Regions from separate parts of the Mus musculus genome. Here regions 1 and 2 are each linked to region 3. The links are chromatin contacts, called in public Micro-C and promoter capture Hi-C maps. All regions are on one chromosome and are shown on one strand. Each heading gives the region's core, a stretch centred on a gene start, on an enhancer-like site or on the middle of the called end of the contact. The rest is flanking DNA. Distances are from core to core; before and after follow the strand shown.

The links. Promoter capture Hi-C pulls out the DNA fragments that hold promoters and counts their contacts. Hi-C and Micro-C count contacts between places; a contact is called where the count stands out from the background.
Region 1: a promoter capture Hi-C map of pre-B cells shows a contact between it and region 3. The contact joins the promoter of Cnot6l here to the promoter of Hnrnpdl in region 3.
Region 2: a contact with region 3 is called in a Micro-C map of embryonic stem cells, with 5 times the contacts expected there. The contact joins the promoter of Bmp2k here to the promoter of Hnrnpdl in region 3. A contact is called at or near these places in 2 of 484 Hi-C or Micro-C datasets (embryonic stem cells and pre-B cells).

The regions. Positions count from the first base shown.
Region 1 is chr5:96,159,870-96,163,532 of GRCm38.p6, forward strand. Cnot6l (CCR4-NOT transcription complex, subunit 6-like) reads right to left here and starts at 2,121. Exons shown (of 12, transcript NM_144910.2): 1 at 2,068-2,121. Gm52799 reads left to right here and starts at 1,926. Exons shown (of 2, transcript XM_030254979.1): 1 at 1,926-2,022; 2 at 2,270-3,663. The coding sequence starts at 1,926. The coding sequence ends at 2,886.
Region 2 is chr5:96,996,167-97,000,150 of GRCm38.p6, forward strand. It overlaps Bmp2k (BMP2 inducible kinase), which reads left to right and starts at 1,523. Exons shown (of 16, transcript NM_080708.1): 1 at 1,523-1,930. The coding sequence starts at 1,762.
Region 3 is chr5:100,037,537-100,041,491 of GRCm38.p6, forward strand. It overlaps Hnrnpdl (heterogeneous nuclear ribonucleoprotein D-like), which reads right to left and starts at 1,686. Exons shown (of 8, transcript NM_016690.4): 1 at 1,184-1,686; 2 at 277-445; 3 at 32-193. The coding sequence starts at 1,626. It overlaps Enoph1 (enolase-phosphatase 1), which reads left to right and starts at 2,458. Exons shown (of 6, transcript NM_026421.3): 1 at 2,458-2,766. The coding sequence starts at 2,683.

The DNA of each region.
Region 1 (3,663 bases), core at 871-3,370, 3.9 Mb before region 3:
GTAGTAAAAGATCGCATCTACTATATGCCAAACATGTTTTCTCAATGGCCTCTCACAACCTTACTGAAAGAGTATCATCTTCCTGATACAAGAAAACAGATACACAAATCCTAGACATCAAGAGAACATGACAATAAGTATTAATGACATGGCCATGGTTCTAACTAGTCTGTAAAAGTTAAGACCCTTTTCCTATTAAACTCCACACTTCGGCTGTTCCTCGAGTAATGTTGATAGAAACAGCTTTTTACTTCTCCTCTCCCCACCCCCACCCTCCCATTGAAGAACATACTGTTTCTCTGTGAGCCTAGGTTCAGAAAAGAGCAATCTCTGGTCATTACAGTGACCACGACCTAAAAGCTTCAAATGATACAGTATTGTGTGACTCCACCCACAGTCAAGGTCTAGCTGTGTGGTCTAACTAGACCCAAATATAAAAAGTGAGGTTAGTCGGCAACTAAAATACCGTTTACATACAGTTCTGAAATGCCCTATTCACTCAGTGGCAGATTTACCTTTATTTCCGCTTTTTGTTTTGAGATAGCTTTCCAGGAGCACACAATAAATTGACCATAGAGGCTGATGATCTAGGTTTGGGAGACTTAAGGAAAAACACGTTTGGTTGCACATGACTATCTCCATGGAGAATTAAGATAACGAGAATCAGTAAGATAGCATCTAAAACTGCTGTAGCGTGCCTTCACTGTGTACAAACAGCTCAGCTAAACTCCTGAACACAATCCGCCTAAACAGTCTAAGCTAAATAAGCCGCCGGTAGGGTTAAGATGACAGCTCCGGGAACTTCCTCTTCCTCACTGACCTCCTCAGTTCTGTGTCCACGCCTTTCCCTCTAGGAGGCAGGATATAAGCCATTTCAAATTCACAAAATTGATCCAATCCCACCAACACCACAGGCCAACAAGGCCAGTTTCCCTTTCTTCCTCTCTGCCTTTCCAGAGTGATTTCCAGGGAAGTGAAAAATCTAACCAACGATAAAGTATCCGCTGCAACAACTGCAACAACAAAGAACGTATTTACTCAAGCCTCTGCTCGCACAGCCTTAAAGGACGGACGGAAAGAGGAGATCCGAACCCCACGAATTCCGAGATTTCCTGTTTTGATTCACTTTCCCTCGGGTTCCCCACGCCAGCCTGGGAAGGCCTGCAGTTAGAACGCCAAAATATGCCTTCCTCTCCCCTTGGGAGACGCGGAGGCGGCACAGGCGACCACGATCCGCGTGTCCCGCCCCCGACCCTCACCTGGCCAGGCCCGGGGCAGCGCCCGGGGCCCGCGCGAGGACGGAGTCCCAGGAGCGTCTGGGGAGGCCACCGGGCGCGAAGACGGTTAGGCCGCGCTGCAGGCCGGCGCGCTTCCTGCCGCGGCCCCGGCCTCGGGAACCGCGGCCCGAGCCCCCGCTGCCCGCCGCCCGCCGCCGTGGGGGCCGCACTGCCTCCCGCGTCCACGGCGTGGGTTCCCGCCGAGCCGTTCTCACCTGTGAGGCTCTGAGCCCCGGCCTCGAAGCGGAAGGACCTCGACGCTCTGGGGTCCCCGACTCCGTCCCCCTCCCCACACGCACACGGCCTGGAACCCGCGCCCCCTGAGGCGACGCGGGCCGGCTCCCGCCGCCCGACACACACACACGCAGACACACACACACGCGACACACACGCACACCCACTCGCCGCGGGGCCGCCTCCCGCCCGCCAAAGTCCCAACTCACACACCCACACACGTTCGTCCCTCGCCCACCTCACTTCCCCGGGGAGACGCGCTCCCCCTCGCTCCACTCCCGGTCCGACTCCGAGGCACGGAAACACTCTACCTCATTCTCCTCCGCGGGCCCTGAACGAGCACCAGCAGCCATTTCCCCGCGGCTGGGGAAACACACACACACAAACACGCGCGCGCGCACCAGGGCCCCACAGATGCTCCCCTCCAGACCTCAGACGCAAACACAAACACCCACGCCCGCCCGCTCACCCCGAGGGGCCGCGGCGGCGGCGGGAGGCCGGGCCCCGGAAGGCGAGCGCGCAGGGCCGGGAGTCGAGGCCCGCGCCCCCTCCTCACCTGCATTCAGCGCGCCAGGGTCCGGACGGCGGCGACGGCGGCGGCGGCGGGGCGGCTGCTGCTGGGGCTGCGGCGGCGGGGGAGGCGGCGGCGGCGGTGGCGGCGGGGCTGAGGGCAGTAAAGACATGCAGGCAGCCCGCCGGGGGGAGAGGCACCGGCCGGAGGGGACGCGGGGCGGGCGGGCCGGGCCGGGCCGCCTGAGGAACCACCGAGGCGGCGGAGGGCGGCCGAAGGGAGCGCAGAGCAGACGGATCGGGGGGCGGGGAGGGGGGACGCGGGCCGCGCCGCGCAGGACCGGGGCGACCGGGGCGCGTAGGAGAGGGCCCGCGGTCGCCGGAGACGCCGCTGCGAAAGCCTCGCGGAGCCCGCCCTTGGCCTTGGCCTCCTGGCGCTGAGGCTGCCGCCGCCGCGGGGGTCGATGCCGAGCCGGGTCGCTGCCGAGGCCGGGGCCGAGGAGAGAGAAAAAGAGAGGGAGAAGAGAGAGAGAGAGACGCGAGCTTTCGATGCCTTCGCTCTAATTCACACACGCTCACAACCCCGAGGGCCGGGGAGAGAAGTCCAGGCGCTATCGCTTTAGAGATTAATAACAAGGTGCAGAGAGTGCGAGGAGGAGGAGGAGGAGAGTTGATTGACGTGGAGGGGCTGGCGGGAGTCAGTCACTCCCCGGCGCCGAGGGGTGGGGTGAGGGGAAGGGGGCGGGGCCCCGGCGCGCCGCGCTTCGGGAGTTGCGCGTGCGCGCGGGACGGCCAAGCGCCTGGCTCGCTTCTTACCGTCGCCCTCGCTGGTGTTTTGGGAAAAAAAAAAAAACTGCTTTATTAGATTGAGTGGAGGGTAGAAGCCGAGAAGACTCGTACGATTAGCAGAACCTAGGTGCTGATGCTGGGGATGGGGAAGGGACACGCGGGTGCTTGCACTGTTTCCTGACGCTGGCCCACGCAGGCCCACAGCAGAGCTCAGGGCATTCTGGGTGGTTAATTAAGGAGACCTCAGGTGAGGTGGAACGACCCAAGGAAATGTTTTCTGACGTCCTCAGTGGGTTTCTTGACTTCTTCTTCTTCTTTTTAAAAACAGCATGTGTAAATTGCATGGCGGGAGGTGGGTTTAAAAGCCTATGACGCTCTGCGATAACCCCGTCCTATTTTTAATCCTCTCTCGCGATAAAATTGTATTTGGCAGTTTGCGGCGGTTACGGAGTGAAAACATTTAAGTGTAAACTGGAAATATTATTGGTTACCGTGTGAATGGAGCTTGCTATTTTAAGTCCGGAGGATTTTACTTGTGCCACCTGAAGCTTCTTCCAACAAAGCTAGAAGCAAATTGCATGTGCTCTGCAAGGCAGAGTGCTGCCTTGGATTTTGCACTTTTCCGTCTCTCCCGGCGCATGGCTCTGTGCTGGGTATTTACCGACGCCGGTCCAGAGTCGATTCAATATGTTTTATTCTCAAATATATGTTGTTTTCAGCACTCTTAAGGCACCGTGTTGGTTGCCTTTTTCTCAGGCCTTGTTATTGAATGTTTAAAGCCTTTATCTTTTGAGAGAAGAAGGGGGTGCAATTATAAATGCAAATTATTTATGGAGAACTGAACTGCATTTTC
Region 2 (3,984 bases), core at 273-2,772, 3.0 Mb before region 3:
TGCCCGTACCTCATTAAAAAGACAAAGAAAACAGCGGCGGAGAAAACATCATTAGGCTGATATTTGAGAAAATTGGAGAAATATTACACTATGGGTAGAGAGAAAAATTTACATTTTTTAGCTTAAGAAATTGGGAACTTCAAGCACCGTTATTATTATTTTAAATTAAAAGATCTTGGCATGCATTCCAGGCTGGCCTCCGATTCGTGGTTCTCTTGCTTCAGCTAGAATTAGCCTCGGGCTACCGAACCTATTTTCTATAGAGGCCAAGCTAGGCCTGATGGCGAGGCTTGCTCATAATCCCAGTACTAGGGGGCACAATGGCAGAGACAGGAAGATCACAAGTTTAAGGCTATCTCTGGTAGCTAATGAGGTCCAGGCCAGCTCAGGCTGTATGTGACTCCATGTCCAGGAAGTGGGCTGGAGCGAAAATCCTTCTCTTTGCACATTTTCTCCATTTTGCCATCCTTTCCACTCCCACATGCCCTCTGCCCGAATTCCTGTGCCCTTCCCACTGGCATGAGACTCTTGCAGTTTATGAAAAGTGAGGCAATCGGGAGTTCTTTTTCCAACGGGCGAATCTTTTGTTCGGGTGGGGTCAGAGATTGGTGCTGCCTCTGTTTCCAAACAGTCCTAAGTCTGCCGGCCTGGACTAAGGATCTGACCCTAACCTACTTTTTCAGAATGGCTGAAAGCGAGTAACTAAGACTTTTGATGCTCCAGGCCACAAGCCAGCTGTGTGACCTTGGGCGACAGGGTTACGTCTTCTCCAGCCAATGGCGATTAATGATATTTAAAAATCTTAATATCTTTTTCTGAACACAATCGCACGGCTCCGACATTGTACACACAGAGCTTTTAAAGCTCTCCCAAGTAATTCTTAAACCGCAGAACGCTTCTGAGAGCAAACATCCGGTACAGTGCGAGGACACCTGGGCTTCGCAAGTCGCCCCGTGGGAACCTGCGAGCTTCGCGCTGCTCCTCCGCCCACGCTCCGGGGAGCCCTGGAAAACCGATCCTCTCGGGATAGAGTCTGGAAAACTGGCTGAGACTCGAAGCCGGCAGCTTCCGAGAGTGGGTCACGCTGCTGGCGGCATTTAAGGACTCCAGAGCGGCACACACAATTCCAACCCGAGTAGCCCCACCGATCCGCGTGGGTTCCACCTCCTTGATAACCCGGACCCCGGACTTCACCCCTAGCCCCAGCCCCCACGTCGATGTGCCCGTTCCTCCTCCACGTGACACGGGCCGGAACCGTCACTTCCGGCGGCGGGGACAGCGCGCTTGCGCGCGGGGCTCGGCGCCCGGCTCTGCAAGCGGTTGGCACCGGCGCCGCGCCCCCCAACAGCCGCAAGGGGCGGGCGGCATCGGTGTGAGCCGGGCCGGGCCGAGCTGCGGTCTCCAGGGCACGCAGGCCGCCGGGCCTAGCGCCACGCCCCCCTCGGCCGGCCCCTCCCTCTTCCCGGGCAGCTCGCGCCCCGCGCGCCAGGCTCCGCCCCGGCCCCGCCCCGGCCCCGCCCTCCCCGCTGGCTCTGCGGGCGCCGGGCAGCTGCAGCGGGCGGCCAGGGCTGCGCGCTCGGGACGCGCGGAATGTGAGGCGCGGCGAGCCGCTGCGCACCGACGCTCGCGCGCGCGAAGGGCGGCGACCCCTCGAAGACGGTCGGCCGCGCCCGGCGCTCCGCTGTGCGACGCGCGGGTCTGGGCTCTCGCCCTCGCGCGCCCTAGTGCCCTCCTGGTGCCCTCCAGCGCGCCGGCGGGACCATGAAGAAGTTCTCTCGGATGCCCAAGTCGGAGGGCAGCGGCGGCGGGGCGGCGGCTGGCGGGGCCGCGGGCGGCGGGCTCGGCGGCGGCTTCGCAAGCTCGTCCATGGGGGTCCGGGTGTTCGCCGTCGGCCGCTACCAGGTCACCCTGGAGGAGTCGCTGGCCGAAGGTACGGGCGCGGCGGGAGGCAGGTGAGGGAGGCCGGGGTGTGGCGGCGGCTGCGGGGCCGGCCCGGCGGCGGCTGGACAGTGGCTCCGGTGTGAAGCCGCTGGCAGCTCCGGTGCGGGCACGATTGCCTGCTTAGGAGTTTGAAATCTTTCTCTGTTCTTCCTGGCGCGAGGAAAGAAATAGAAGACGTCCCAGTAAGTGATGTGGTGTCATGATTGGACCCGTGACTCATTAGGGGGTCAGATGGAGCAGTGCTGGGACACTGTCTGGCCGGTGTCCTGCGTTGCTTTCGGGTCCGAGCCTCCCGGACTTCCAGGGCGGTGGACTCCGCTGGGGTTTGTTTCTGCTAAAAACCAAAACAAAACAGGACTCCCAAACCACTGTATATGGCTATATGTATACAGATAATATGTCTCTCTCTCTCTCTCTCTCTGTGTATGTGTGTGTGTGTTGGCACGGTCTTCCAAGTTCAGTGGCTGCTTAGGGGTGGCGTGTGGGAGTAAACTTGAAGCACGTTTATCTTCGTTGTTTAGAATCTTCACACAAGGTCCCGTTTTTTGTCCTCTCTGTGTCATTTTGTTAGTACTTTAACAGGCAAAGTGGAACAGTTTAACTTTTCCATGTGAGGTTTTGGTGGCTCTTTTATTGTCTGAAGGAGGTTATGACAGCGTGTAAAAGCATAGCTAGGGAAAACAAAGTTTACTCCGTGTTAAAAATATTTCTTGACTTTAGTTTTGTATCTCTGGTGTAATTGGTTTGTAGAAAATACTTTCTGATTTCTTATTGCATGCCTTGACCTCTGAAGTTTTGAATGTGGAATATTAAGAAATATGTTGAAAAAGTCCCTGAGAAATAATCTCTTGTATGTATGTGAGTGACTTAAAAATAAGAATAAGAAAACCAGAGACTGTAGGGAGCCGTCTTGATATTCTGTGTTTGAAAAACAAGGCAGCTCCCATTTGTAGTTTTGAAATTCCATGAACAAAAGGAACCAGCACAAGAAAGAGCTGAGGGCTTCTGTCTATAAAATAAAGGAAAAGCAGACTTACATTATCAGGAGTGTGTGTCTTGATTTTGTAGGCCATTGTTCACATTAACAGCACCGCCCCCCCCTTCTGAACATTGGTGAAGTGGAGGGACGAGATTGCCAGATTTTGAGAAGGGTTTCTGAGTGGTTTTGATAGGTTTGTTCTATTGCAAACTTTGCTAGCTATTGATTCAAGAGGAATTTCAAGTGTGAACTAAGTTGGGTAGGTGTTAGCATCGGTGGCTGTCAACTCACGAGTATACTGTCAGTTGTTCAGTAGTACACTGAAGTGTAGCTTGAATGGTGTTAGCCCTTCTCACTGAGTTTCAGGTCTCTTAGTATTAAGAAAAGTACTAACATTTCATCAGTAGACTGTAAATCTTATAGCCCTCACTCTGTTACTCAGTAACGGAGCATTGATATCACTGTTAGAGTGTTCAGTGTGTGTGTGTGTGTGTGTGTGTGTGTGTGTACGCGTGCATGTGCAAGAGGACACACACATGAAGGTAGGCCCGTCACACCAGACTTGAGACAGTTCTGCTAAAGTTACTAGGCAAGCCTTGACTTTTCCATCCTCCTGCTTCAGCCTTCTAGTGCTGGGCTCGTACGCAGGTTGTTATCAACATGCACGGCTTCCACTGACTTTTGCTTTAAGTGTTTCTGTTTGGTATTCGTGGTGTGTATCCTGTGTGTGTGTATGCCTGTGGGTGCATGCATGTGTATGCCTGTGTACACTTGTGTGCAGAACAACGTTGTCTTCCTCACTTGCTTTCCACCTTAGTTTCTAAGACATTGATTGCACTCAGAGCTAGGCTGGCTAGGCTGGCGAGGTTGGCTAGTCAGTGAGCTCCAGTGATCCACCTGTTCTCTTTTTCTGCTAGCATTGGGGGCCCCCAGAAGAAGGCCACAGTGCTCAGCTTTTACATGGAAATTGGGGATGGGATCTGAATTTAGGTCCTGATAATTGCTTGGCAAGCACTTTACCTTTTGGTTTCTGCCTCATTAAAATTTATTTCATTAATTGCTGG
Region 3 (3,955 bases), core at 436-2,935:
AGACACACATACATACACAAACACAGCCCACCTCTCCAAAGGCTCCAAAATATTCTTTAATTTGTTCTTCTGAAGTATCTGGGCTCAATCCACCCACAAAGACCTTTTTAGGGGGTTCTTTCCCCTTTAAAGCTTTGGCCCTTTTGGGGTCTATCAATTTGCCATCCAGTTTGTGTTCTTTCAGTTCCAAAACCTGGAAGACAAGGCAGTTTGGACTTAAAAGCCTAGAGCAACTTGCAAGCAACGCAGTAGACTCAATGCAAAACACAGCCCTACCTTATCCACACTAGCAGCATCTTTGAAAAGCACAAATCCAAATCCTCTTGATCTTCCCGTGACTGGGTCTGTTTTAATTGTGCAGTCTACCACTTCCCCAAATCGAGACAAATATTCAGTCAGATCTTTCTTGCTTGTATCCCAGCTCAAGCCTCCAATAAACATTTTACTAGAAATAAAGTTATTTAAGAAAAATAAGCTTAACAGTAACTTAGTGATTAAATACAGGGCAACTTACTCTCCAGACGCAATCTGTTTTGACTACAAACACTAACATTAGACCACAAAAATCTTAACCACTTGTTCAAGCCAGCTGGCACGTTGCTTTGTACCACGCGAACTCAAAACTTAGAAAAAAAAAAAAAGCCATTAGAATCTGGTAGATGTCCTGCCCTGCTTGCTTTGGATTGCAGAGCACAACTTTTACACCGATTCCCCCGCAACTTACGTAGACTCTTGCCCACAGCCTTAAAGCCAACTTTGCTACCTAGGAAACTTTTAGTGCCAGTCGTCTACTGGTGCCCCAACCAAAAGTTTCCCAAACCTAACCCAGGAAAATTCGCGAGCGGCCAACACACACAATGAAGAGGCGGCAGCGGCAGCAGCAGCTGCAGCAAGTGGCGCACAGAACCCGGCCCCTCCCCCCTCCCGGGCCCCACGCGGCGCCTGCGCACTCGGGACACCGACGGCGCCTCTCTCCTTCCCCAACCCCTCCTCCCTTCCCCCACCCGCGGCGGGCCTCTCGAGTCACCCCATCTTACTTTCCACTAGTGGGGAAGGCTACTGGGGTCCAGCGGGCACGCGGAGAATCGACTCGGGGAAAGACTGGGGGCAGCGCGCGCGGCTCCGGAGGGACGAAGGGCGCGCGCGGGGCTCTGGGGGAGGGGAGGAGCGGAGCGTGCGGTACCCGTCATCCTGCTGGTTCTTGCTCGCGTTGATCTTGGATCCCTCTGCGAACTCCTCTATGTTGCTGTACTCATTCATGTCCTCCATGGTGGCGGAGCCGTCGGCGAGGGGGTGCTGGCGCGCAGTCCGGGTCCCGGCGGCAGCGGCGGCGGAGCGTTGTATGGAGCTAGATTTAAAATGGCGGCGGAAGAGATCCGGCCGCCGCCTGCGCCCTCCCTTTATAGCCGCCCCGCCCGCCAATCGGGAGGGCTGCTGGGCGGTGACGTGGCGCGGGCTCCGGCGCGCCCCCTGGCGGGAGGCGCTGGAAGCGAGCGAAGGGAGGAGCGGGGCGAGCTGCCGGGGAGCCCGTGGCCGCCAATGGGAGAGGCCGCGGGAGGCTAAAGTAGCGGGAGCGGAGGGGAACAATGGCGGCGGCACATGGGAGAGCCGGGGCGGGACCTCCATCGCCGCGCTCCGGATGAGGAGCGAGGTCGCGCCGCGGGGAGAGTCAGCCGTGCGGGACCGGGAATCGCGAGCGGCGCCGTGGCAGGGCCACAGTCCCTCTTGCCTTGAGAGCCGTTGGCGTCGCGCGTCCAGTTCGGCTCAGTCCCTTGCTGCGCCCTCAGTCCCCTAGTGCAGAGCTGCTGCTGCTGCTGCAGCGGCGGCCACTCCGGCAAAAGGGCGGCGTGCACCCCGCGCCGCTTGCTGAAGCTGCAGCGCGCCCGTCCGCCCGCTCGCTCGCCCGCCCTCCCGGCGCACGCGTGTTTTGTCCTCGCGCCGGCTGCAACCAGCCGAGCAGAAAGCCTGTGCGCGATGACCGCCTCCGTCCTGGCGGGGACGGCTTTTCCGCCGTCGCCTCGGGGCGGTGTCGGCTCAGGGGCCGTGGCTGCAGGATCTCTCTCTGCAGCCCGGGTTCCGTGCGTTCGTTCTCCGAGGCTGGCTGAGGCCGCGGCGGAGGGCGGGGCCTGCTCGGATGACTGAAGCTGTGCCAAGGTGCACGCGGTGGGCGGGGAAGGGGTCAGGTGCCGGGGAAGACAAGGGGCACTCACGTCCCGGGCGCGCCACTCAAGGGACTCCCGTCTGCACGAGCCCCGGGCCTCCCGCGCAGGCTCCAGCAGGCTGCGGAGGGCTGGTGCCCGCGCTCGGGCTCCAGGCTCCAGGCTTGGGTGCTCGCTTCTTTGTTCCCGCCCACGCGAGGCCTATTTTGACCGACGGGTTCGCGGCTCGCCGGCGGCCAATAGGCACGCGCTCCTTGTTTCCTCCACCCCCCCCCTTTGAATCCCGGAGCCCCGCCCCTCCGGCTGCCCACGTGGTCCGGGCCTGCGCGGCTCGCCTGCTCGTCGGGTGTAGTACCCTAGGCGGCTTCCTCTGCAACTGCGGGTCCCAGCTCTGTCTCTGAGCCCCTGGTCGTTCGCTGTCGCCAGCGCCTCGGTTGTTGCTGGGCCCTCGGGAGCTCAAGACGCGCAGGCGGTGTTGCCCTCCTTAACCAAGGCCGAGCCCGTGGTAGCATCCGGCAGGGAAATGGTCGTGGTTTCCGTGCCCGCCGAAGTCACCGTAATCCTGTTAGATATCGAAGGTACCACAACCCCGATTGCTTTCGTGAAGGTGAGGGGCGGAAGGGAGCGGGGAAGTTACTTGTGCCTAAAAGCATCTGAAAGGGAAATTTTAAGTGTTGGAGATTTTGCCTGGGAGGCTCAGGAGAGGCGGTGTGGCTTTATGTCTCTGGAATGGGGAAGAGAAGCTGCGGCGGTTTGCGGGGGTGCTTTTCCTCGCGCCACCATCTTCTCCCCTGTCCTTGCTTTCGGTTAGGTGGAGAAGGATAGGAAGAAGTGGAGATGGTCTCAGCAACGGCTTGGGGAGGGGCAGGTCAGCTGGGAGGAGTTGGGGTGATTGGAGCTCCCACGGCCTGGCAGGTAGGTGTGTCGCCCGGTGGATGAGCGTCCCCCATGTGCTGAAGGTTGCGGCCCGCAGAGGTGGTGGCCTTGACTTAGTGGTCCTTGAGGTTTAGGCCTTCCCAATGCAAAGACTAAAGTGAAAGGATTTCTAGTGGCTCTGGTATCTTGGGCAATAGCAATTGATTTTCGCACCATCTCACTTGCGCTGGTTTTGAGACTATAAGAACACACCTAAAATTCCATTCATTTTTCTTAGAAAGCCATGGTATCTTGAAGCTTTTGAGTATCTGTCGGGTTAACACAGTTTCACAGGCTTAGGACTTGACTTTCTTCCATGTAGTCAATTTATGCACTGATATTTATGATAGAATAGTTGAGGGTAGTATGGAGGGGGGGGAGTTGGAAAACCCATCGTCCAGTAAACTGCAGCCTGCTTTAAGGTCTATTTTGATTGTTTACTTGTTACAATTGTCTGATTTTTCTAGATGTAGGTCATAATGTTTGTACACAACTTTAGGTCTCCAAATATAACAGCTATTTTATTTAAGACAGGCTCTTAAATAACCTCTATAATTCAGGCTGGCCTCGAACTCCCATGTGCCACAAATCCGGCAAATCAATCTATCTTTCTTTCTTTCTTTCTTTCTTTCTTTCTTTCTTTCTTTCTTTCTCTCTTTCTTCCTAAATAAGAATTATGGTGTTTTAGATACATAGCAAAGGTTCTGGAAAAGTCTAGTTGGCCATTTTGCCAAGATTTTAATTACAGTAGAGACCAGTGGAAAAATTCAAGACTGCCTAAATGCTGATAATTGTGTCCACTTTGTTGTTCTTGTTACATAATTAACTGCTTTGTGTGTGGTGATGGGGGGAGGTGATTGTAGGTCACCAGCTCTATTCTC